7 separate regions of the Mus musculus genome follow, and regions 2, 3, 4, 5, 6 and 7 are each linked to region 1. A link is a contact called in public ChIA-PET, HiChIP or PLAC-seq and promoter capture Hi-C data. All regions are on one chromosome and are shown on one strand. Each heading gives the region's core, a stretch centred on a gene start, on an enhancer-like site or on the middle of the called end of the contact. The rest is flanking DNA. Distances are from core to core; before and after follow the strand shown. Region 1 holds the start of Traf3ip1 (TRAF3 interacting protein 1). Region 2 has its middle 29 kb from the start of Lrrfip1. Region 3 overlaps Hdac4 (histone deacetylase 4). Region 4 overlaps Hdac4 (histone deacetylase 4). Region 5 holds the start of Lrrfip1 (leucine rich repeat (in FLII) interacting protein 1). Region 6 overlaps Lrrfip1 (leucine rich repeat (in FLII) interacting protein 1). Region 7 overlaps Lrrfip1 (leucine rich repeat (in FLII) interacting protein 1).

What was found. Promoter capture Hi-C pulls out the DNA fragments that hold promoters and counts their contacts. ChIA-PET counts read pairs in DNA pulled down with a chosen protein or histone mark. HiChIP or PLAC-seq counts read pairs in DNA pulled down with a chosen protein or histone mark.
Region 2: an HNF4G HiChIP or PLAC-seq map of pancreatic cancer cells shows a contact between it and region 1. The contact joins the enhancer-like site here to the promoter of Traf3ip1 in region 1. A contact is called at or near these places in 2 of 39 promoter capture datasets (pre-B cells and stem cell-derived epiblast-like cells) and 1 of 115 datasets of contacts at active chromatin or transcription factors (pancreatic cancer cells).
Region 3: a contact with region 1 is called in a promoter capture Hi-C map of liver, with 2.8 times the contacts expected there. The contact joins the enhancer-like site here to the promoter of Traf3ip1 in region 1. A contact is called at or near these places in 9 of 39 promoter capture datasets (the 3T3-L1 cell line, 3T3-L1-derived adipocytes, cranial neural crest and 5 more) and 3 of 115 datasets of contacts at active chromatin or transcription factors (the NIH/3T3 cell line, embryonic limb bud and pancreatic cancer cells).
Region 4: a contact with region 1 is called in an HNF4G HiChIP or PLAC-seq map of pancreatic cancer cells. The contact joins the enhancer-like site here to the promoter of Traf3ip1 in region 1. A contact is called at or near these places in 7 of 39 promoter capture datasets (the 3T3-L1 cell line, cranial neural crest, frontonasal cranial neural crest and 3 more) and 2 of 115 datasets of contacts at active chromatin or transcription factors (embryonic forebrain and pancreatic cancer cells).
Region 5: an RNA polymerase II ChIA-PET map of memory CD8 T cells shows a contact between it and region 1, with 34 read pairs. The contact joins the promoter of Lrrfip1 here to the promoter of Traf3ip1 in region 1. A contact is called at or near these places in 3 of 484 Hi-C or Micro-C datasets (B cells and embryonic stem cells), 3 of 115 datasets of contacts at active chromatin or transcription factors (memory CD8 T cells, pancreatic cancer cells and pro-B cells) and 2 of 9 other capture datasets (adipose tissue and liver).
Region 6: a FOXA1 HiChIP or PLAC-seq map of pancreatic cancer cells shows a contact between it and region 1. The contact joins the enhancer-like site here to the promoter of Traf3ip1 in region 1. A contact is called at or near these places in 3 of 39 promoter capture datasets (the C10 cell line, HPC-7-derived erythroid cells and pre-B cells) and 2 of 115 datasets of contacts at active chromatin or transcription factors (large pre-B cells and pancreatic cancer cells).
Region 7: a contact with region 1 is called in an RNA polymerase II ChIA-PET map of memory CD8 T cells, with 16 read pairs. The contact joins the enhancer-like site here to the promoter of Traf3ip1 in region 1. A contact is called at or near these places in 3 of 39 promoter capture datasets (the HPC-7 cell line, HPC-7-derived erythroid cells and pre-B cells) and 4 of 115 datasets of contacts at active chromatin or transcription factors (the HPC-7 cell line, large pre-B cells, memory CD8 T cells and 1 more).

Annotation. Positions count from the first base shown.
Region 1 is chr1:91,493,160-91,496,125 of GRCm38.p6, reverse strand. Traf3ip1 (TRAF3 interacting protein 1) reads right to left here and starts at 1,458. Exons shown (of 15, transcript NM_028718.2): 1 at 1,238-1,458. The coding sequence starts at 1,360.
Region 2 is chr1:91,022,638-91,025,603 of GRCm38.p6, reverse strand. It overlaps a transcript of Lrrfip1 not described here. Among named protein-coding and RNA genes, the nearest start is that of Lrrfip1, 29 kb to the left of the region's middle. Within about 2 kb of position 1,438, at least 143 of the 459 cell types and tissues checked have an H3K27ac peak or open chromatin away from gene starts, as enhancers often do. A contact at or near this core is called in pancreatic cancer cells, where this site is marked.
Region 3 is chr1:91,959,835-91,962,800 of GRCm38.p6, reverse strand. It overlaps Hdac4 (histone deacetylase 4), which reads left to right. Exons shown (of 27, transcript NM_207225.2): 18 at 1,241-1,348. Among named protein-coding and RNA genes, the nearest start is that of Gm46242, 82 kb to the right of the region's middle. Within about 2 kb of position 1,375, at least 15 of the 459 cell types and tissues checked have an H3K27ac peak or open chromatin away from gene starts, as enhancers often do. A contact at or near this core is called in liver, where this site is marked.
Region 4 is chr1:91,940,229-91,943,194 of GRCm38.p6, reverse strand. The region is part of intron 24 of Hdac4 (histone deacetylase 4); the gene reads left to right. Among named protein-coding and RNA genes, the nearest start is that of Gm46242, 62 kb to the right of the region's middle. Within about 2 kb of position 1,479, at least 23 of the 459 cell types and tissues checked have an H3K27ac peak or open chromatin away from gene starts, as enhancers often do. A contact at or near this core is called in pancreatic cancer cells, where this site is marked.
Region 5 is chr1:91,051,875-91,054,840 of GRCm38.p6, reverse strand. It overlaps Lrrfip1 (leucine rich repeat (in FLII) interacting protein 1), which reads right to left and starts at 1,397. Exons shown (of 25, transcript NM_001310732.1): 1 at 1,118-1,397. The coding sequence starts at 1,183.
Region 6 is chr1:91,068,310-91,071,275 of GRCm38.p6, reverse strand. Lrrfip1 (leucine rich repeat (in FLII) interacting protein 1) reads right to left here. Exons shown (of 25, transcript NM_001310732.1): 2 at 2,627-2,713. Among named protein-coding and RNA genes, the nearest start is that of Lrrfip1, 16 kb to the right of the region's middle. Within about 2 kb of position 1,480, at least 38 of the 459 cell types and tissues checked have an H3K27ac peak or open chromatin away from gene starts, as enhancers often do. A contact at or near this core is called in pancreatic cancer cells, where this site is marked.
Region 7 is chr1:91,094,503-91,097,468 of GRCm38.p6, reverse strand. All of the region lies in intron 12 of Lrrfip1 (leucine rich repeat (in FLII) interacting protein 1), which reads right to left. Among named protein-coding and RNA genes, the nearest start is that of Lrrfip1, 43 kb to the right of the region's middle. Within about 2 kb of position 1,593, at least 126 of the 459 cell types and tissues checked have an H3K27ac peak or open chromatin away from gene starts, as enhancers often do. A contact at or near this core is called in the HPC-7 cell line, memory CD8 T cells and pancreatic cancer cells, where this site is marked.

The DNA of each region.
Region 1 (2,966 bases), core at 209-2,708:
CATTTCTGGACACATGTAAGATTAACAGACAGGGCCATGTTCCGAGACAGTACCTATTACAAGCTAAGGTAGGAGGGCCAAATGAGTAACGAGAAGGGTAGACTACAGTGCTCAACCTACTGAGACGAGAAAGTCTGAGGGTCAACACTGGGAGAGACCTTGAGCTCTGGACTTCTAAGTCCCAACCATACCCCAAGTTCCACAGCACCTTCTGGAGTACCATGCCCATTCTGTGTACCCCCTGCAGTGACACTCTTGGGGTTACCAAGAGCCCAGACAGACTCCACACAATTGTAACTGTTGTACAATGTTATGTACCTCATCCAATGCAGCTTCCTGGAGACTCACTAACAAATAGAAGACAAGCTCTAAAGAGACATAATGGTAAGTGCTGCAGGTTGGGAGAAGTAAAGTAAGGCAGGTCCCAAGACCTAGTGGGCCTGGGAACCTAACATGGAAGGCACCACTGAATGCTCAGAAGGTCCCAGACAAGGACCTGCACCCTACCCAGGCCTCAAGTATAAGCACAGCCCAATTCCAGAGCCCCAACATACCTCCAGCTCCTAACAGCAACTTGACCCTGAGCCTAGACCCTGTCCCGAGGCTCACACTCAATAAACCGATGTCAGCCCGGGCCTCTACCTCCTCTCAGCCTCACCTTCTGGCTCCAGCACCCTAACCCACAGACCTAGACTCTGACCCGGGCCTTCTATCTCCACCCAAACCACTAGACCAGCACCCGCTACTCTACCCTGACTCCAACTGGAACCTAACCCTGACCCTCACCTGGACCTGGACCTGCACCTCCACCCCTCAACGCACTCTCAATCCAATCAGCACTCGGAGCCACACAGACCTTACCATTGACCCTGATCCTCACCTTCATCTGAGACTAATCCTCATTTCGACCCAAACCCTGATTGGCATCCTACAACGCCCCTCACACTACCCGGTCCCTCAACGCGATCCTCACGCTACCTGGTCACTCGCCTTGATCCGGCCCTAATTCTGACTCTCACCCCGAAACGAATCCTACTCAGACGCGCATCCTACCTCGACTCTCACCCTACCCGGACCCTCACTCCGACACTCGCTCGGTCCCGCACTTAACCATAACCTTCAACACCGTTACCCCAACCCTCAACCCGTCCCGCCACTACCCGGACCCTTAACCCGTTCCGCACTCTACCCCTACCCTCACCCCACCTCAACCTGACGCGCACCAGCCCGCGCCTACCTCGGTGATGATGTCGTGCAGGTAGCGGAACGGTGGCTTGTTGAGCAGCTTCTCGGTGAGCGGCGGCCTCCGGATCACCTTGCCCAGAGCCTCCTGCGTCCGCCGCACCACTGCGGCGTTCATGGCGCTGCCGCCCGCGACCGCTCGCGCCCCTCCTCGCGCGCCGCGCCTCTGCCCGGTGCCCCGAGATGCCCGCCGTCCCGGCGCGCCGGTCTCCCATCCCACAGTGCACCGCAGCTCGCCACCGCGCTTGCGCGTGCCACCAGCACCCGGTCTCTAGGGCCGCGCGGCCTTGGCAACGGACGCGCGCCCGGCCCCGCCCATCCCCTCCGGCCTCTCTAGCTGCTCTGGAGGACACACGCGCTCCGCCTCTGTGGCTGCTTGAACCTGAGCCTGCTCCGCCAACCCGGCGCACCATAGGGCGCTGCACAGCACTGCCCAGAGACCTGGCATTCTGAGTGAGAAAAGAGCGACCATTTGATATTTCTAAGGAGAGCATTTACAGTAACACCCACCAGGAAAATAACACTTCACATAAACTTGGAAAAGGACTTGACTCCTTTCATCCCTTCATTCCTGTTCCCTGCCCAGCATCCCCTGCCTTAGGTAATCTTTAAGATGGTGCCAAGGGGAAGGGTTGTGTCCTTCCACATTTTCTGTGCTCTTGGTTCACCAGAGCGGGCACAAAACTGTGAAGGAGCTAGGCCCTTAGGCTAGGATGCTGCAGCTTTCTGCTACACACACACACACACACACACACACACACACACTTACTTCCCACCTCACCCTCACCACCACCCGAGGCTATGCAGGAGATGCTTCTACTGGATCAGGTGTTGCTGCTGTGCCTGAGGTCTGGAGCTCCTCTGCCCAAACTGGCAGAACCCCAACTAGAACATTGCCCCTGATCTCTCTACCATGGCTACACCCCGAGAGCCAGAATCTTCTTTAAGAGCCCTCTCACTCTGAGCCCCAGCTGGAGTTGGTCTCTGGGGGAGTTCAGAGAGCAGAATTCAGAGAGCAGAAGTCCTGTCTCTAAACACCGCCCCTAAGAACATACCCACCTAGCTCCTACCCTAGAAAGTTCACTCTGAGCAGAATCGTGATGTAGGTGTGGAATGAAAGCTGGAGCCAGCAACTGGCTTGTTTGTGATGCTGGACCAGGTGGTAGGAACTCAGGGTTTTACTTGGAAGATACCTCTGACCTTGGGAATTCTACTGAGGACCTGGAGCCTATGCCATACAACAAAGCGAAGATGATGCTTTATCCTCTCACAGCTTGTGGAGGAGGGCAGAACAGTAAGTGGATCCAAGAACACACACACACACACACACACACACACACACACACACACACACACACGAAGGCCAGAGTACAGTTTTGGCTGCCTTTAGGAGGGCTAACCAACCAGAAGATCTTCAGTCTATCTGGGTATCAAAGTTTTTTAGAAGATCCAGGACAGCAAGTATTGTCAACCAACCCTCTGGGGACTGACCTAGGGGAGGTAACTTTGAAGAGTATAGTTCTATCTTCCAGAGTCTCACCCCTGCCTTTGGTTCAGCCTACCCACCCCCATACTGAAGAAAGACATTCTTCAGTGGACAACATTCTGGTCACCAACGAAGCGGGTCCCAGAAGATATAAGCAATTCCTGGCTTCAAGAAAGATATCTGGAACCCAGACCTCCCCAGAGGAAGGATGCAGAGGCCAGCATGGAGCCATCAGTCT
Region 2 (2,966 bases), core at 189-2,688, 470 kb after region 1:
GCAACAGGTCTGGTATAAAGGGGATTTACTGAGGGAAGGAAGAGGACTGAGGACCTGGGAAGGGGCGAGGCAGACGAGTGCACAGGCAGACAGACAGACAGACAGACAGACAGACAGACAGACAGAAGGGAGCAGAGCCATGAGGGTAAAGAAAGGGGATGGGGCAGTGAAGGACAGAAAGAGGGAGAGAGAGATGGACTGGCAAGAGAGAGAGAGGGAGAGGGGGAGAGGGAGAGAGAAAGATGAAGTGTGAGTGCGAGAGAGGGAGGGGGGCAGAGGGGGCAGTCCTTTTATGTACACCTGGCCCACCTGGTGGAGGAGGCAAGTGATGACATAAGCTGTTGCTAGGTTCCTAGGGGGAGCCTACTAAAATCACCTGTAAGCTAACAATGGGGACTTTTTGAAACAGAACTAAATGCATTTTGTGTTATGATGTGGCCACAATGTCCCCCATAGGCTCAGATACTTGAAACTTGGTCCCAGTTGGAGCTGATGTTTGAGGGGCAGAGGGGTTAGGAGGTACAGTCTTGCTGTGGGAGGTATATCATTGGGGCAGGATCTGGCTGCATCCCTGGGGGCCAGATCTAGGAAGTACATCACTAGGGGCAAGGGTCTGAGTGTTTGCTGTCTCACTGTGTTCCTTTCTCTGCTCTATACTTGCAATTTGCAAATGTAAGCTCATTAGACGTTGGTGGCACACATCTTTGATCCTTAGTACTTGGGAGGCAGAGGCAGGCAGATCTCTGAGTTCAAGACCAGCCTAGTATACAAAGTGAGTTCCAGGAAAACACAGAGAATCCCTGTCTTGAAAAATAAACAAACAAACAAACAAACAAACAAACAGAAAGTGAGTACTTAGCTTCCTGCTGTGGCCACCGTGCCTGCTGCTTGCAGCCACGCCTCCCTGCTGTGATTGACTCTTTTCTCTCTGTAGTATGGCTGACACACAATTCAGTGGTAGAATGCTTGTCTATTATGTGTAATGTGCGGTCCCTAGTACAGTTCAATCAATAAAGCAATCAATCACACACAATGAAAAGAATACTTTTGTCTATGGGGATCTAGATCTTGAATAGGTCTAAGAACAAAACACATCCCCTGGTAACCTAGCTGACCACACCTTGCCTGGATACAGGAGACTAAATGAGGAGACTCTGAGCTGCTAGCTGAGTGACTCTGGAGAGGAGTGGGTCTCAAAGACATCAAGGGTCACGTCCCCAAATAGTGACTCATACTATAAAATAACAGCCAACACGTTGAAATGCCTTCACATTTAAGAAGAGTTATTCATAAACGAAAACCATCTAAATATCTAAAATACCGGAAATTGTGGAAACACATTGCTCTGGCATTTATGGCCGATGTTTTGTCTCCAGTCGTCCCCGGGTTAAGATTTGACTTCCACTGTGCCAGCCTTTCCTTCACTAAGTTCCTGGATGACTGAGTTGTTTGGTCATGAGTGTGTGAGTCATTTCCTCTGTGAACAGACTGGCCTTGAAGTTAAAGAGTGTCAGCACTGTCAGACCAGAACAGGGGATCAAAGGCAGAGCCTGGAAAGGGGGTGCGTCCTTTATGCGCAGAGATATGCGATTCTTGGGGTTCATGGGAGTAAACTCAGTGTAAACTCTCAGGCAGGTCATAGGCCTCCTGAATTGAATCCCAGTTTTCAAACAGAAAATGGGTGGACATAAATACGCCTTAACACTCCTTTCAGTTAATATTTCACTTAAATATGGCCAGTATTGAGCGAAAGTCCCGTTCTGATATGAATAGGTGGCTTGTGATATTCTTTTCTCTCTCCTCTGCTGGGGATCGAACCTGGGACCTTGTGCATGACAGGCAGAGTCTCTAACAACTGAGCCACATTCTCTGCCTAGAATGTTTTTAATTTCTTTCTTTTTAAAATTGTGTGTGTGTGTACATGTGCAAGTGCGCAGGTGCCTGCAAAAAGCCAGAGTTACAGGCAGATGTGAGGCCTCACACTGGTGCCAGGAACTGAACTTGGGTCCTCTGCAAGAGCAGTGATCGTAACTGATGAGCCATGTCTCCCATCTTCATATAGGATGCTTTTTAGTGGGTTTTTGATGGAGTCAGGCAGTGGGTAACAGCTGCCCTCTACCCAGCACCCAGCATGTTCCTCTGCTCCCTTTACCAAGACTCGGCCACACCCTTGGAGAGTAGCCTCTAATAGCTGCCACTATCCAACACACCCCCGTGGCAAGCCAGGCTGGGTGACAAAACTCAAAGGAATGAGGCTGCAGTTACATATGACTCTAAACACTAAGGCCGATTCAGAGCTGTTTCTAGAGAGACACTTCTTGCAATTGCTTCTCTCCAGAGGCGCCCATGGGGGAGTCAATATACTGGCTGCTCCTGGTCCTGGTCCTTGAGACTTGGCTTAGGAAATAAGAGCCTAGGCCAGGGAGACAGGCTTCCCTCCAGGTGTCCTCTAGGGCTGCTGATCCAATAGTGAGCACATGTGGCAGGGTGAGATCACCTGCTGGGATGCTATCAATGACCCCATGTCACTACTGAGTGAAGTGGGGCCACATAGGGAGCCATCGCTGTGGTGGTCACCAGATCTATACTAAAAGGCTTCCGTGTTATAAAACTGTATCGATGGGGCATGGAGCATGGCACAGAGCAGCACCCTATTCCCCCCTTTTCATGGCAAACCAAACAGTACTCTCCTTGGAGAGTTCCCAAGGAGAGTGCAGGCACAGAAGAAAAGGAGGTAGACTACGTGAGCCTGAACAGCTTTCAGAAGTACAATCGGCCAACTCTCACACCCATCTTCAAGCATGTAATTCAAGAACTTTCGGTAAATCCATGAGTGGTGCACCACCCCACACGCCCTGGTGGCAAGCCCGGCTGAGTGACAAACTCCAAACGCATGAGGCTGAGGTGACAAATGGCTCTAAACATCACGGCTGACTCAGAGCTATTTCTAGACAACCACATCTTCT
Region 3 (2,966 bases), core at 126-2,625, 470 kb before region 1:
CAGACACTGACCTGTGATGCCCAGAGAGTAGTCTACAGAGAGTCCTGGAAGAACTGGCACATGTCATGTGTAGTCCCTTCCCCATGTCTTAGACATGCTCTTTAATAAAGTCAAGCTCAAGCTGGAGAGATGACTCCATCCTTAAAGGCTAGGCTCACAACCAAAAACATAAGAGTTAAGTTCCCAGAACCCATGGCTGTCTCTCCAGCCACCAAAAAAGTACAAAGAAAAAAATAAAATAAAGCTAGGCTTTTTCTTCACACATGGGAAGGAAATGATCACTGAGCTTATAGCCTCCAGCCTGGCCTGGACACTGCTGGGCTGCCTAGGACACTGCTGCCCCCTGGGGGTCACAAGGCAGCTGGTAATGTCTGCTGCACTGTCTGTCACCTTTGATATTATAATGAGCCAATAGTAAAGATGTGATTCTCCAGCCAGAGCTGGTCTGCACAGGACTACAAGCCAGGGTCTCGGCTTTGAATAGTGATGCCTCTCAGGCATTCCTTTAACATTTGAGAACTATTTAAAGAATATAGCCCATGCTTGGTACCCACCTCAGCAATATCTTCACCCATATAAAAGAGGTTTAAATCATCTATTTCTGAGAGTGAAGCTTGTGGAAAGCTGGAAAGAGTTGTTCCCTCTCTACTGATGATCAGTATCAGTTAGCAGATGGTGATGAAGGTATACACACGGACACACACACACATGTGCAAGTGCACACATGGACACACATACCAATGTGATTTTAAAGAATGGTAATGTGTTCTCCTTTGCCCAAGCCAGTAAGACAAATGGTTGGCCCTGCTTTCTGTTTTGAGTGGAAGCTAACAGGCCACCTTTCTGTTACCTGGGACAGACCTAAGAGTTCGTTTTTACGCCTTGTGTCCTGGTCTCATGTAACTACTCTCAGTCCTTAGTAGGCTTGCAGTTAAATTCTACGCATAATAGAACCACTCATTATAGTTTCTGTTCCGTTTCATTTTCTGATTGTTAGCATAACTCTTAGCTCCAGTTCCACTTTGCATGGTAAGGGAGTCAGTAGGTTAGGATGCTCACTGTCAGCCCAGGTCTGTTAGAGCAAGTTAAAAGGAAAGGGTTACTGGTGGGTACAACATGATATTTCTGGTCATTTGCTTTTATTTGTGTGTTTACTATTTGGCACATCTCAAAAAGAAATGTGTGACAGCAGTGATAGTGACACAGGATGTGGCTCACTGGAGGAGTGTTTTCTCCACAGGTGGATAGCGACACCATATGGAATGAGGTGCACTCGTCTGGGGCAGCCCGCCTGGCTGTAGGCTGTGTAGTGGAGCTGGTCTTCAAGGTGGCCACGGGAGAGCTAAAGGTCAGTCAGCATCGTGGAGCTAGGCCACACGAGGAAGTCTGCCCACTGCCCTTTGCCCTCTGTGAGGAAGCTCCTGTCCAGGATGATGTGGTCATTCCCGTGCTGTGAAAAATGCGTTGTTCACATTCTGTGATGGATCTGTAGAGCCCTCTAACCTTCCCAGTGGCTGAGGAGCCTAGCAAGGTTTTGTTCATGTGGCCCATCTCCTCAGTATCAGCAGTATTAAAATTAAAATGAGACCTTTTAATGGCTGCTGGATTCACACCTGAGTTACAACAGTGTAAACTGATGGAGAGACACTGGGATAAGACAGAGTCGAAAGAGAGTATTTTGTGATCTTTGTGAGAAACTTGATACTTCTCTGACCTGTGTTAGTGTTGGCATATGGCAGATCTTTAAAGCCAATGCAATGTGAACCTTGCAGCCTCCTACTTATGTAGTTGTCTGACCCACAGGATGTTTACTGAACCAGACAGCAACTGTCCCAGCACACTGAGCCCTAGCAAAAATCAAGTGCCCTCCCATGTCAGGGTGCCTCTCGTTTACATAGGGGCAGGCAGCTCTGAAGGCTGAGCCCCATCACTGGCAGCTCCTGCCCACCCTCTTCCCAGAAGTAAATGGCCTTGTCTACTTGAAAAGTGGCTTAGATCTCCCCAAATTGGAAGGCCAGAAGTACTGACATCATTACAAGGAAAATGAGTATCCTGGAGAAAAGAGGGACTATCTCAGTTCACAGTGACATGCAGAAAGGCTTCCCAGAGCTAGCCCATACATGGCCTTCCAAACTCAGAACCACCACACTGTCTTCCTACTCACCACAGTGTGCTAAAGGATGTGGGCCTGACAGTGGAAGCTTGTATGCACTGTGGAAGCTTTTCATGAGGATGTTCATGGGGAAATGCCCCTTGGGAGTTCATCTGCGCTCATTGTGAATGCTGTTATGTCTTCATGCCATGCTCAGCTGCTGCTCAGCACCATGCACACAGTTGTCTGCTCAATGCAAGAGGCAGGTGGGATCTGAGATGTGTTAGACTTAACTGCTTGTTAGAAGCCAGTGCCCGGGACTCAACGCAGAGCGCAGACACAGGGTTGAGGAAGTGAGTTGGCAGTCTGTCTTTTAGGTCTGCTTCCCAGCCTTACCACTGCCATGTCCTGTCCTAAGGAGCCAGCTTAGCAGTCCAGCACCCTTGTTAGTAGTCAGCCGACTTTTTTGTGCTCAGTTAAAGCTTCATCACTTCTTGGTGTTGGTGAAGAGTCAGAGGCCTAATTGAGTGTTTTTACAGCAGCAGTCCCAGGGGTGTACCGTTGGTTCTGTAAAGTATGAGCAGCGGGGAGCTGGTTATACAACCATGCCATCTAGTGCCAACTCTGTAGTGGTTCTTCAGGGTGGGAGGAGAGTTGGGGACTGTAGGAGCTGTCTGTTTCCCCAACAGCTAAGCTGCAGTCAGGATAGAGGTGAGTCCAAGACCTGCTTGAGGCATGACATGGATCTAGCAGCACCCTATATGAACATTCTTTATTCTTTTTAAGAGAATGAGAAAATAAGTTCTCATTTAGCCAAGCTAGCCTCTAGCTCACAGTATAGCTGAGAGTGGCCTCAAGTTCCTGATCTTGCTGC
Region 4 (2,966 bases), core at 230-2,729, 450 kb before region 1:
AAGACAATAGAGTAATTCCCAGAGGAGCAGAACAGGAGGCTAAGATCACTTAGAGGGCTGAGCACAGAGCCTCAGTTCAGGTTCAGAATCAGATCAGCAGGAAGCTAGCACTACTGAGCTAGCCATGTTTTCTGCTAATGGCCAATGGAAAGGAAGGGAGTCTCAAATGCTTTTTCATGAGGAGGTATTGAGAATGAGACTCTAGGACACACACACACACACACCAGGAAAAAGTGCTGTTGAAGCAGGTCCTTAACTTCCTGCAACCTCAACCCCCAACCCCAGGAATCTACAAATAAAACTGCATGTCTTAGGGGAAGATGGTGATGACTCAAAGCAGATACTTAGAGATGCTTACTGAATGTACCCATCTCCAGCCAAGCTCTACAGAACAGTAAATTATTCAGAAGTCTCCAGTGACGTGCATGAGCCACCCACACAAGTGTCACAAGCGAGAGTAAGACAGCAACTACATACAGTCTTGCAGGGCTGGCAGGCTAGTGTCTCTGGTCAGGAGTAGAGTAACTGAGTCTTTGCCAGGCAGGTAGGGCCTGTGTTGCTATTGCCACATTGAGACACTAGACCTGCAGCTTTCCTACTGGAAAAAGGCAGTTTGTAAGGTAAAATGGAAAAGCCCAAGTTAAAATGAGGTGCTTCAACTTGATTGGACGTGTTAATTGGGGTGGTCAAAAGGGGGCTTTTAATTGCTGGACTTGAACACTTTGGTAGCTGGGCCTTGGTAGTCGGCCTCTGGAGGAGGAATTGACCAAGTAACCTTGGAGGCTAGCTTTAGGGATGTAATCTAAGGGTGTTTTAGCACAGCAGAGGAAAGGGGAGAGAAGGGAGCAATTCAGAGGAGCAGGTCTGGAGACCATCAGAGAACTAGACAGAGCTTCTGGGCCTGGAAGAGGGCCAGGCAAAGACTCGGTGGAAGAGATCCTCTGCCAGAGGAGGGAGCTAAAGCCTCGGTGTGGAGGTGTGGAAGATGAAAGTGCAGGCAGGTGGCCGGATAGTGATGAGAGGGAGAGCTCAGGAGGCAGCTTGGGTTCCTGGGCATGGATTTAGACACCAGTTGCCAAGAAGATCTGTCTTCCTTGGAAGTAAGAGAAAGGCAGGTTCTGAGTTGGAGGGGGTGGGAATATGAGAAAATTTCCAGACCTAAACCAGCTAGCCCTGTGGCCATAACCTTGCCAAGCGCCCATTGGCCTGAACATGTGCTACTATACATGTGGATTGACAGCCTGGGCCAACCAGAGAAAGGTCTGGAGGACAGAAGGATCTAGTGACCCCTCATTGCTAGAATCTGTTTAAGATGGAAGTTTTGACCTCCTTCCTGGGCCCAAATGCCCCAGCAAAGTGGGTGACATTCTGAAAACACAGGCTCAACTCCCTGAAGCTGAGTCAGAGCAAGAGCCCTAGATTGTTACGGCCTCTGAAGTGAGTCCATACTGCTAAACCACTGACACTGTGACTCTGTGACAAAGAGAGTGGGAAATCCCTGCTATGATTCTAATTCCACCACCTGACAAAGAGTTTGCTCATATACCTGACAGAGGCCTCTGCTAATTACAAGCGTGGCAGCAGACTGGTGGATTAGTCTGCCCTCAGGATGACAACCTGGTAACCCTCACAATCAGGGCAGAGCTTGGACCAGGCAGTGTTACAGCAGCCTCCATGATGTTGAGTCATTGGGAATTCCAAAGACAGAGCAGGGCCATTTCCTATGAGTTAGGTGTAGATCCAGAGCAGGGAGAAGGGACAAAGGAAACCCTGGGCTCTTTGGACAGTTATATCAGATAAAACTCAACTGGAAACATAACTAGAGCCCAGAGAGGAGCTGGCTGCAAACCTGTTGCTAGTGTTTGGCCAATAGGGTGTGGCAGAGAGGCCTGAGTCAGGATTCCTGGAAAGAATGGATATGCCTTCCCTCCTTAGAAGGAGCAGTGCTCCAGTGGACAGTTGACCCAGGGCCCTGACCATCAGGCCGAGGCCTGAGCTCACAGGAGTGAGATGGATCTCACTGAATCCTGAAATTCCAGGATCCAGAAGGGATGTAAGTGGTTCTTCCCAGGAGTTTTGCTTTGACAGGAGAGAGCAGAGGATGGCATCTGCTTATGAAGGACTTCAAAGGTAAAAAGAAGACTCATCTACTGCCAGCCATGAGAAGCAAGTCACATTTGAGCAGTTCTGATTGGCCTTGGGTGCCCATGAGAATCTCTTCCTGAATTCCAGCATAGAAAACACAGCTAGGTAGGCCCACACTAGAAACAGACATCATCTTGTGAGCCTCATTTCAAGTCAGCCATTGGCAAGGCTGTACTCTGCAGGGAGTGGATGGCCAAGTGTGTTGTGGCAGTGCCAGTGCAGGGTACCCTGCAGAAGCAGCTCCATGTAGCTTTCATCAGGCCTTTGAAACCCGGGGATGTGTCATTCAGCCCTCTTGAACAGGAGGCCCACTGCAGCCCAGCCTGCGTCTCTCTGTAGTTCCTCATAGTTCTTTGTATCCCCCACTGTCTGCAGCACTTGCTTTGTGATTGCTGCATGTTGTCTTCCTGGATTATATATTATTGGCAATGTCTTGTTCAGTGATAGATTCCAGGTTTCCAGAGCAGTAATTGGCACTTTCTACATTGCTCAATAAATAGCATTAAATCCAGGAATAACCACACACTGCTTTTGCTCCTATGTCTCTGTGGTACTGTATGGTGCCTCCAGTATTAATTTCTGTTGAGGATTGCTGTGACTACTCTGTGCCTGTGTGTTTCCAGCTGAATTTCCAGACTGGGTAGTGAATGTCATCAGAATTTAGATAAGAATTGCATTAAATCTGTAGATAGCTTTCAGTAATATAACCATTTTCACATTGCTAAGTCTCCTAATCCATGAATGTGGACAGTCTTTCCATTTCTGAGGTTTTTTGCTTCAGTGTTGTATGACTTCAGCTATAAAGTTATCTCACATTTTAA
Region 5 (2,966 bases), core at 148-2,647, 440 kb after region 1:
AAGTCTGTCATTGGAATAAAAGTTTACTTAGCCTTCCTAGCACTTGGAGGAAGCTCCCCCAGTCAGAGCAGCCTTGCCTCGACTACTCTTCCTTAAAGACCAACTAACTACAGGATTAACTCCTACCTGGAGAATGAGTGGCTGAGGCTCAGTTTTTATCAAGGTCTCACAAAAGCCTGCTAAAATGGGAACCTTGGGTCTCCCCCTCTCTCTGGTATCAACTCCATAAAATACATGGTTTCACAGAGTACAATTTACTTTGAAATATTCCCACTAATAAGCAACCACAGCCATGGATAAGGCGCGCGGGGGTGGGGGGGGTGGGTGGGTGATGCAGGCTTGTAAGCCCGATAGTGGAAGGGTTGAGACATGAGAATCCTGAGAGCAAGGCTAGTTTGGGTTATGGATCCTGCCTGAACTCCCAGACCCCAAAACTATAAACTACACAGGCTGTAACAACCAAAAATCCCCCAACTCCCCGGTGCCCAATTTTCAATCACCGTCGTCCTCATCCACTGTCCCTACGTAAGTTCGGGAAGTAAAATATGCGTAAGCACCTTGCCCAGACACAAGTGGCTTCTGGCACCCGCCGAAGTGGATCTGGGGCCCTGGATCCTAGAGGAAGGTGTTCCTGAGGTCAAGAACCTGTAAACCCTCCAAGCCACTCATGGCAAGGTGGTGCGGCTGGATGAGGACCCAGGTGCTGTACTCGGTAAAACACCAAACCAGCAGTTCCCTGTGAAACTCTACACCACCCTCAGATCTCAGACCTCGGTTGGGTCCTGGCCAGAGCCAGCCAGCTGGGCAAAGCCTGCCTAAAGACCATCACTAGGGGTGGAGGGAGAGCCCACTCTCCTTTTCGTCCTTGAGAGGAACATTGGAGCATAAAATGTACTTTTCAGAGCTCCGCCTACGGACACCTTACACTCAGCCAACCACCTGATGGTAGGCAGGAGCTGCCCTATATCAGGATTTTCGAGTGGCCCAAGCCCACTCGCCTCTACTCCAGCAGCACCACGGTAGCTGAAGGGGCCACTGTCCTTGACCTTAGAACCAACTGAGGGACCCAGGCGGCGGTTGCTGGCAGGCACAGGTCTGAATCATGTCTCCCTCTTACCAGTCTTTGCGCCTCTGGACTCAGACAGTCGATTTCCTTGTTTTGCGCGCCCTCTGGGCTGGTCATGTTGCCGAAGTGAAGTGCAGACCAACTTCCCACCCAAGAGTTCGCGCGGAAGACCCGCTCCCTAGTCCACAGGCAGAGGGTTCTCAGTGAGGCCACATTCTGGGATCCAGGAAAGCCGTCCAGGCAGAAGTAGAACTTTCAACGATCCCCTGGGCGCACACGCTCGGACGCCCAACTCCGAGGTTCCCTAGCTGGGGTGCGGCCGGCGGGGCGGGGCGCAGGTGGCTCCCGGCCGGGGGCGGGGGTGGCAAGAGAGGAGCCGGGGGCATACTCCGCCCCAGCCCCGCCCAGCCTCTCCCCACGCCCCACCCACCCTATGCCCGCCTCTCCTTCCTTCCCAGCCCCTTTCCCGCGCTCTTTCCAGGGGGTTGTACCCCTTCCTCTATGGTTCCACCCAGCCTGTGTCCATCTGCTTCCAACTTTCCTTCCTCGCAGCCACATTCTGCCACTTTAGTCGTCGGCTTCGCCCACGATGGCACTCTCAGCCAAAGCACTCCTACCATGAGGTCCACTCGGGCCCGCCTACCCGGGACCCCAGCTCCTCCTCCGTAGCCCCACCCACGCTCCTCCTCTTGCACCGCCTCAGAGCCTCCGGAACCGCCTCCCTCCCCTCCAGACCGCTCCTGGCCAGCAAGCTGCTGTGCCATCAATCACCACCCAGTCCCTGCGGCAGACACCGGAAAGACTGAGGGAAAGACCCTGGGGACCCCACCCTTGGCCACGCCCTGGCCGTCCCCAGCTGAGTCAGCGCGGGAGACCAGCCCAGGCCTAGGGAGGCGCGCCTTCGGTTAGGACACGCGTGGCTTTAGCTGGAACCACACCGCATGAGCCTCTGCCAGAGCGCAGCTGCGCCCGTCACTACTGTCTTCCGAGCCGGCACGGCTTTGGGGACCACAAAGCTACCGCCCATGACCACGCTGGACAGGAGCGAGAATCAAGCGGAGGTGACAGCCGCGATCCGATAGGGAGCGTCGAGGAACTAGTATCCACGCTGGACAGTGACCCGACTCGCAGCACGCGCCTTCCACGTCCACTGGGCAGGAGCACCCCTGATTTAAACTTAAAGCCAAGCGGGCAAGCAACCAGAAGGTTCCAGTGTTGTGCGCTATGGACAGGAGCACATGGCCTGGGTGACCTGTTTTCTCCACCCTAGAAGAGCCTTCTTCGGGCTCAAAAGGAAAATCAGAGGGCCCCCTGCCTTGTTTCTCTGTACTGGAGACTCCAGAAAGATCTAGAGAAGCCAGTCACATCTGAGCCCGGCTGACACGCTTTTTTGGTAACAAGGAACCAGTGTGCGCTGGCTTATGCACATGTGGGGCAGCAGCATTCTGGTACTAAGTCTCTGGGTAGTGCTTCGAAGGACTGGGTAGACCAGAGAGTAGACACAGAAAGACGAGTTCTAGGGGGCAGGATGGCCTGGACCAAAGGGATGAAGGGGACCTAGTTTGAGGAGTACTATGCAGGCCGAAAGAAAATGGGTACCAAGCTTTGGTGAAGTGTTTCAGATGAGGAAAACTTCCTGGGAAGGAGAAGACCTGCTCCCAGCAGTTGGTTTCAGCATCACAGTTTACAAACAAAGCTCTATCAATCAGAGAGAATAGTTTTGGATAACACCGTAACGGCAAGGGCTGTGGAATTTCTATGGGGGTCCAAGTAGTTTTACTAGGACTAACTTTACAGGTGAGAGTGGAATCCAGTTAATAACACAGCCTGAGAGAGTCGGGTTACTGTATTCTCACCTAGATAGGGAGAATCTAAGCCTCTGGCCATGTGGAACCCTGGG
Region 6 (2,966 bases), core at 231-2,730, 420 kb after region 1:
CAGCCTCATCGTATGCCACTGCCCAGAGTTCTTGGTTTGTCTCTGATAAGAGTGGAAACAGACAGCGGGGAGGCACATCATGCACTGGAAGGACAGTGAGACATGAAGTGCAGCTGACCCCCAGAACTAGCAGAGCAGCAAAACACCCTGGGAATTTTGGCAGATTGCTAGGGCTGGGTCTGGGGCTCAGTATGGAATACCTAGCATATATGAGAACCCGGGTTCAATCCCCATTGCTGCCAAAAGGAAAAAGAGAAAGAAAAAAAGAGCAAAGGACTGTGGGAAAATCAGGGTGAGGGGATAGTAGAGAAGCCTAGAGCATGGGGAGCAGTCTTGGAGGGGGTGCTCCCATAGGACTCTTGGCTCGGCAGATGACAAGAGCTACCCTCTGTAACCCTAAGAAACAGCAGCCTCCAGCCACAGAACTATCTACCTCTCCATGCAACTACTCTGTGGCTCCCACAGTCAATGGGAAGGGTTAGCAGGGCCCTGCACACAGTAGGCCCACAAGTGTCTACTGAACGAGCAGAAATGTTTCACAGAGAAAATGATAGCAGGAGGTCTGAGAAATAGCTGGGACTTGGTTATTAAAATAAAAATTAAATATTCAGTCCAAATAAATTGGCCCAGTTTGTACGATGCAGCCACGTTAGCCGAGGAGCTCAAGTTGGGATGGTTCCCTGGGCCTGGGCGGGGCCCGCTCAGAGGTGCGTGACAGTGGCCTACAAAGCAGTAGGCTCTTTTCCTATTTTCCATTTGTGGGCCCAGATATTTGTCTCTGGTGAGTTTCCTGAAGATGTTTCCTGGTGGGAGCAGCCAGACAGGTGTTTACCTGGCCTGACTCCCCTTAGGCCCACATGACCCTCGGCCAAGAGACCAGGAGAGGGAGGCACGTCAGTTAACTCGAGGGGCTGTGAATCACAGTTCATGTGGTAAAGCCCAAATAATTAACGCAGAACCCAGGACCACTTATTTTCTGATTTTTGAAAAATAAACCTGCTCAGAAGGGAGACAGATGCTAGGAAAACACTGACCCCAAGCTTTTCCCAGAGAACTAAAAGAAAAAAAACACACATAAGGCCAGGTGGTGGTGGCATCCGCTTCTAATTGCAGTACTTGGGAGGCAAAGAGGCAGGGGGATCTCTGTGAATTTGAGGCCAGCCTAATCTACAGAGGTAGTCCCAGGACAGCCAAGGCTACATAGAAAGACCTTGTCTCAACAAACAAACAAAAACCACACAAAAGTACCAACTTCTAAATGTAAAATCACAAAGACTAAACACATTACACTTTTGAAATTTTTTCATTTGTATTTGTAACCGGAAAGAAAAAAATGAGTCATTTTCCAATACTGGGTTACTTTTCTGCTCATAGCTTAGCATAAAGGAGACGCTTGCCAAACCTATCTAAAGGTCACTCTGTAATCACCACAGGGTAGGGGTGAGGTCCCTCCCTGTGGTGACTGCCCTGACTGCCTTCCCCACACTGGGGCTCTGGTTACCCCTTTTAGGCTGTGGCTCCCAACACTCTACAGCTACCCACACGCTATCTCCAAGTTTCCTTCCCCAAATCAAGTCTGGCCACATCCCCTCTTCTGCTGATATATTTCCTCCTGGGATGGCAAAGCCCCCAGGCCGAGGATGGTGAACATCTTAAGCTGTGGATCCGCCACCCCTACAGTACACGTGACAGGTTTGGGACTTGCTGATCTGGAGGAGGAACCTGCTGGTCTTAAGAGAATTTGGAATCCCAAGCTTCCATCTGAAGTTACACAGACAATGAGCATCAGCTGGGGTCCATTAACAGAACCAGAACCTGTACATGGAGGACGACTCCAGCAGCTGGTCTCAAATCTGCATGGCCAAGCTCAGTAGCATGTGGCTGAAGCAAATACTCCCCCAGAGGGATCATTTATCAGTTACAGGAAAGGTTGTGAAGAAGCCAGGACCCTAACGTACTTACAGAGCCCACACGCTGGCTGTTGGAACAAAATTCTGACTCAAGGTTTTAAAAACCCACAGTAGACAAGATGAAGGGTTGAAGGTACTGATGACCACCCCGGTCCCCTAGAACACATTTATTTGTTCCTGTGGCTACTTATTCCAAAGTTTACACTAACCATTGATAGATACTAATAAGCCTCAAAGCAATTTTGTTTTTAAAGGAAAGAAGTTGACCAATTAAATTAAAAGAAAATCATTTTGGTCTTTTCTGGTTCTAAGAGGATCCAGACCCTACTCCCCCGCCCCCCAACGCCCTGTTAGAAGCCCAAACCCAATCCTCTCAAGCTCCTCTCAGCTAGAAAGCTGTCCTAGGAACTACGACTAAAGGGCAAGCTCTCAGGCTGCGAGCATCTCTCTGGCTCCATTAGGTCTCCAGTTGGACAGCCATGCCTAGCATCTGTGCTAAGTGCACACCAGGGCTAACCTGGAACAGATGTCCAGCATTCATGCTGTGTGCACTCTGGGGCTAATCTGGAACAAGAACTACAAGGAGCACACGCATTCCAAGCTGGAGCAACACTAAGGTGACAATGACGAGAGCAGGTGCCCAACAGCAGCAGGTACGCTGTCTTCACAGTCCTGAAAGAGAAAGAGCCAACCTCGGAACACTCAGCCCCCATTACCTCTTTCTGCTGCCGTTCCAGCTCCTTCATCCGGATCTCTCGAGCCTCGGCTCGGGCTGCACGCTTCGCTGCGAGCCTGGCCTCCGCCTGAAACAGACCCAGAAACCTTGTTAGAGAACAGACCAGGCAACTTCCGGGCATGTAGTTAATGACACAGTAGAGAGAAAATCTTGTTTAGGGCTTAACAAGCACACTGTGTGATTCACAGATGCACCGGAGAGGCAGGGTTGTCAGGAGTAGGAAGAAGGGGAGCTCCGCCTTTATCTAGTTTCAATTAGCTGGGTGGGGTCCACCAAAGTCCAAAAACCTTACATGGGAAATCTCAGAAATAAAGGATTAT
Region 7 (2,966 bases), core at 344-2,843, 400 kb after region 1:
CCTCATGGCTCGTGCAGGTGCAACTGATGTTTATGTTATTTATTTGATGAACATCTTCTAGCCCAGTCTGTGTATCCCATGAAGGGCGAGGGCAGGTTTGCATTGCCTAACACTGTTGACTCATGACCAGACTATTCTAGGTGCTCAATTAACATGAGAAAAATATGGGGGGGGGGTGCGCGCGCATGTGTGCACTTCCTACATTTCTTTCTGTGGCTTTCCAACCAAAAGCAACTTGGGAAGGAAAAGCTTTATCTGGCTTGCACCCCCCAGGACACAGTCTGCCATAGAGGGGGCACCAGGGCAGGAACTTGGAGGTAGGAACCATGGCTAGCTTTTTTATAAAACCCAGGACTGTCTAGGGATGGTATCGCCTACAGTAGGCAGCACCCCCTACAGCAATTAAAATCATCTTTTACAGACCAACATGGTAAAGACAATTACTCCATTGAGACTCTGGTTTCAGGTGATTCTAGGCTGTGCTGACAGTTAACACTAATTAGGATGGAAAGGCTAAGTGGAGGTGGGGACGGAGTTACAGAAGAATGGGAGTGGAGTGGGGAGTGGTGCTGGAATGAGGTGGAACTCCGTCCCCTGCCACTTACATTCGGGCTGATGCATCTTGGCTCTCCTAAGAATTGTATCATTGGGAGCCCCAAACCTTTAGTCTTAGCCCTTGCAGTAGCCTATGGACACAGAGGTATATTCACGTTTTTAAAGGGGAATGAACCATCACTTCCTTTGTTTGGTGACTTTTACTCTTCGGTTGCACCACCCTGCCCCCAGTGTGTAGCACTGCCTCACTTCCTGTCTGACAGATGCAAGATGCAAAGCCTTGAGGGCTGCAGCTGACTTTTGCATTTTCTTCTGTCTTTGGCTCCTGGTAATTACTCCTGGTGAAATACTAAGCCGGGGGTATTTTCCAAGAACCAATATGGACACCAAAAACTATGTCCTATTATGGCTGGGGCAGCTCAAACCAAGCAAAAACATATGCCTTTCAGGGGGCTACTTCATCTGAAGGAGTTTATTTCTGCCTACTTGCCCCAAGTCAGGAGCAGGAGCTGTGACGTGGTGTTAACTCCATCTTTTAACCCCTGCCTTGCTGCACATCCTACTGCATGGGTCTCCCACAGAGGCCAGGATGGAGAGGTCACTGTATCCTTGTTTGTTCCAAGGACAGAGGGTGACAAACCCAGCATCTTGGTGCCTAAAAAAGCATAAAGAAAGAATAGAATCAGCCCTGTTGTTTCTAAGATTCAGGTCCAGCATTAACATAATGCTTTTCTGTGTCCCAGGGCTATGTATGCACTGGGAAGGTGGGTGTGCAATTTGGATCGGCTTTTAACAAAGTGTCAATGAAGCATGTCCAGCTTTGCTGGTGGGAAGAAACCCAGAAGCTCCTGTTCAGACTTGTGGGTCTTCCTGCCTGAGAGGGAGGAGTAGTCAGGAGCAGGCCTGGGAGAGGGACCTGGCAAAGGCTAGTGACCCTCCCACTGACTGAAGAATTTCCTGGAGGCTGCCCTGCATTTGCAGAGGGGTCACTGCACCTGAGAACCATACCCAGGAGGCTCCCCAGTTAGTGTGGAGGTACCTGGCTGTTGTGAGGTGCCAGGTTGAGTTGGGAGGCCAGCCAGTTTTCCACACATCTTTGCGCTGACCTTTGCTCACTAAATGACAACAGAAATAATGATCGAAAGATCTTTAGGGCAACAAATAAACAAACAGGTGACTGGAGAAGGGGAGGGGGGACATCTACTGATTATCTCTGCAACAGACTTAGCAGCCTTCACCGGAGGGAATACAGAGCTCTGCTGGATTGATGCATTTCTCACAGTAGCACAGAAGGGAAAGTATGACCACACCTCCAGTTCCCCACATCACAGAGATCACTTCTCTTGCCTCACAGGCTGCAGAGACCAAGACATACAATGCATGCCTCTGTGAGGAAATAACAGCCAAACTTGTTTCATGTGTGTAAATTTTCCACAGATCTGGAAAGTGCACACACAACAAAAGGATCCGAATCTGACTTCAGTCTTTCCAGTCACAGAAACCATGAACATTCCCACATCATGACCTCATCTTGATACTTAAATAAATCCAAGGGCCACGCCTAGTGATGACAAATCAGCCACCCCAGACAGTCATTGCTGGGGCAGCGGGGTGGGGTGGGGTGGGGTGGGGTGGGGTGGAGGAGGTGTTGTTAAGAATCTTTGAAAGTAAAGCTACAAACTTCTTTTGATTGCAAACACTCCACTTATTCCTCAAGTGTACAGTTGACTATTACGCACAAGAAAGAGGATTCTACACTAAAACAAATCCAATGAGCTCATCTATGCAAGTGCTGTATCTTGGGTCTGCTGCATTCTGGGATGCAGGAACCAATCCTGGGCAGTATAGTGTTCAGGAACTGAGTTCTAAACTATGTATTTATGTCTGAGCCCAGCAAAAGAGATTGGCCTGGACTGTCTGCACTTTCCACTCATGGCTTTCAAAATGTGGGCCTCCCTCCACCCACACTGATGCTATAGCCTGGGTGTGTCTCCCTACCACAGCCAAAACTGTCTGGTCAGGTGTGGTGCATATGATACACCTGTAGCCTCAGCACTTGGGATGTGGAAGCAGTCGGGATAGGAATTCAAAGATATCTTCAACTATATAGTGAATTCAAGGCCATTTGGGGATAGAAGAAAAAAACCAAGGGGCTGGGGAGGTGGCTCAGTTGGTAAAGTATTTGCTATGAGGCATGATGAGGACCTGAGTTTAATCTCTAGCAACACATTTTAAAAAGAAGAAGAGGGACGAGGAGAAGGAAGAAGAAGAGGAGGAAGAAGAGAAGAAAGAGGAAGAGGAGAGAGAGGAGGAAGAGGGAAGAAGAGGAGGAAGAAGAGGAAGAGGAGGAGGAGCAGGAGGAGGAGGAAGAGGAGGAGGGTGGGGGAAGAAGAGTAGGAGGAGGAAGCGGC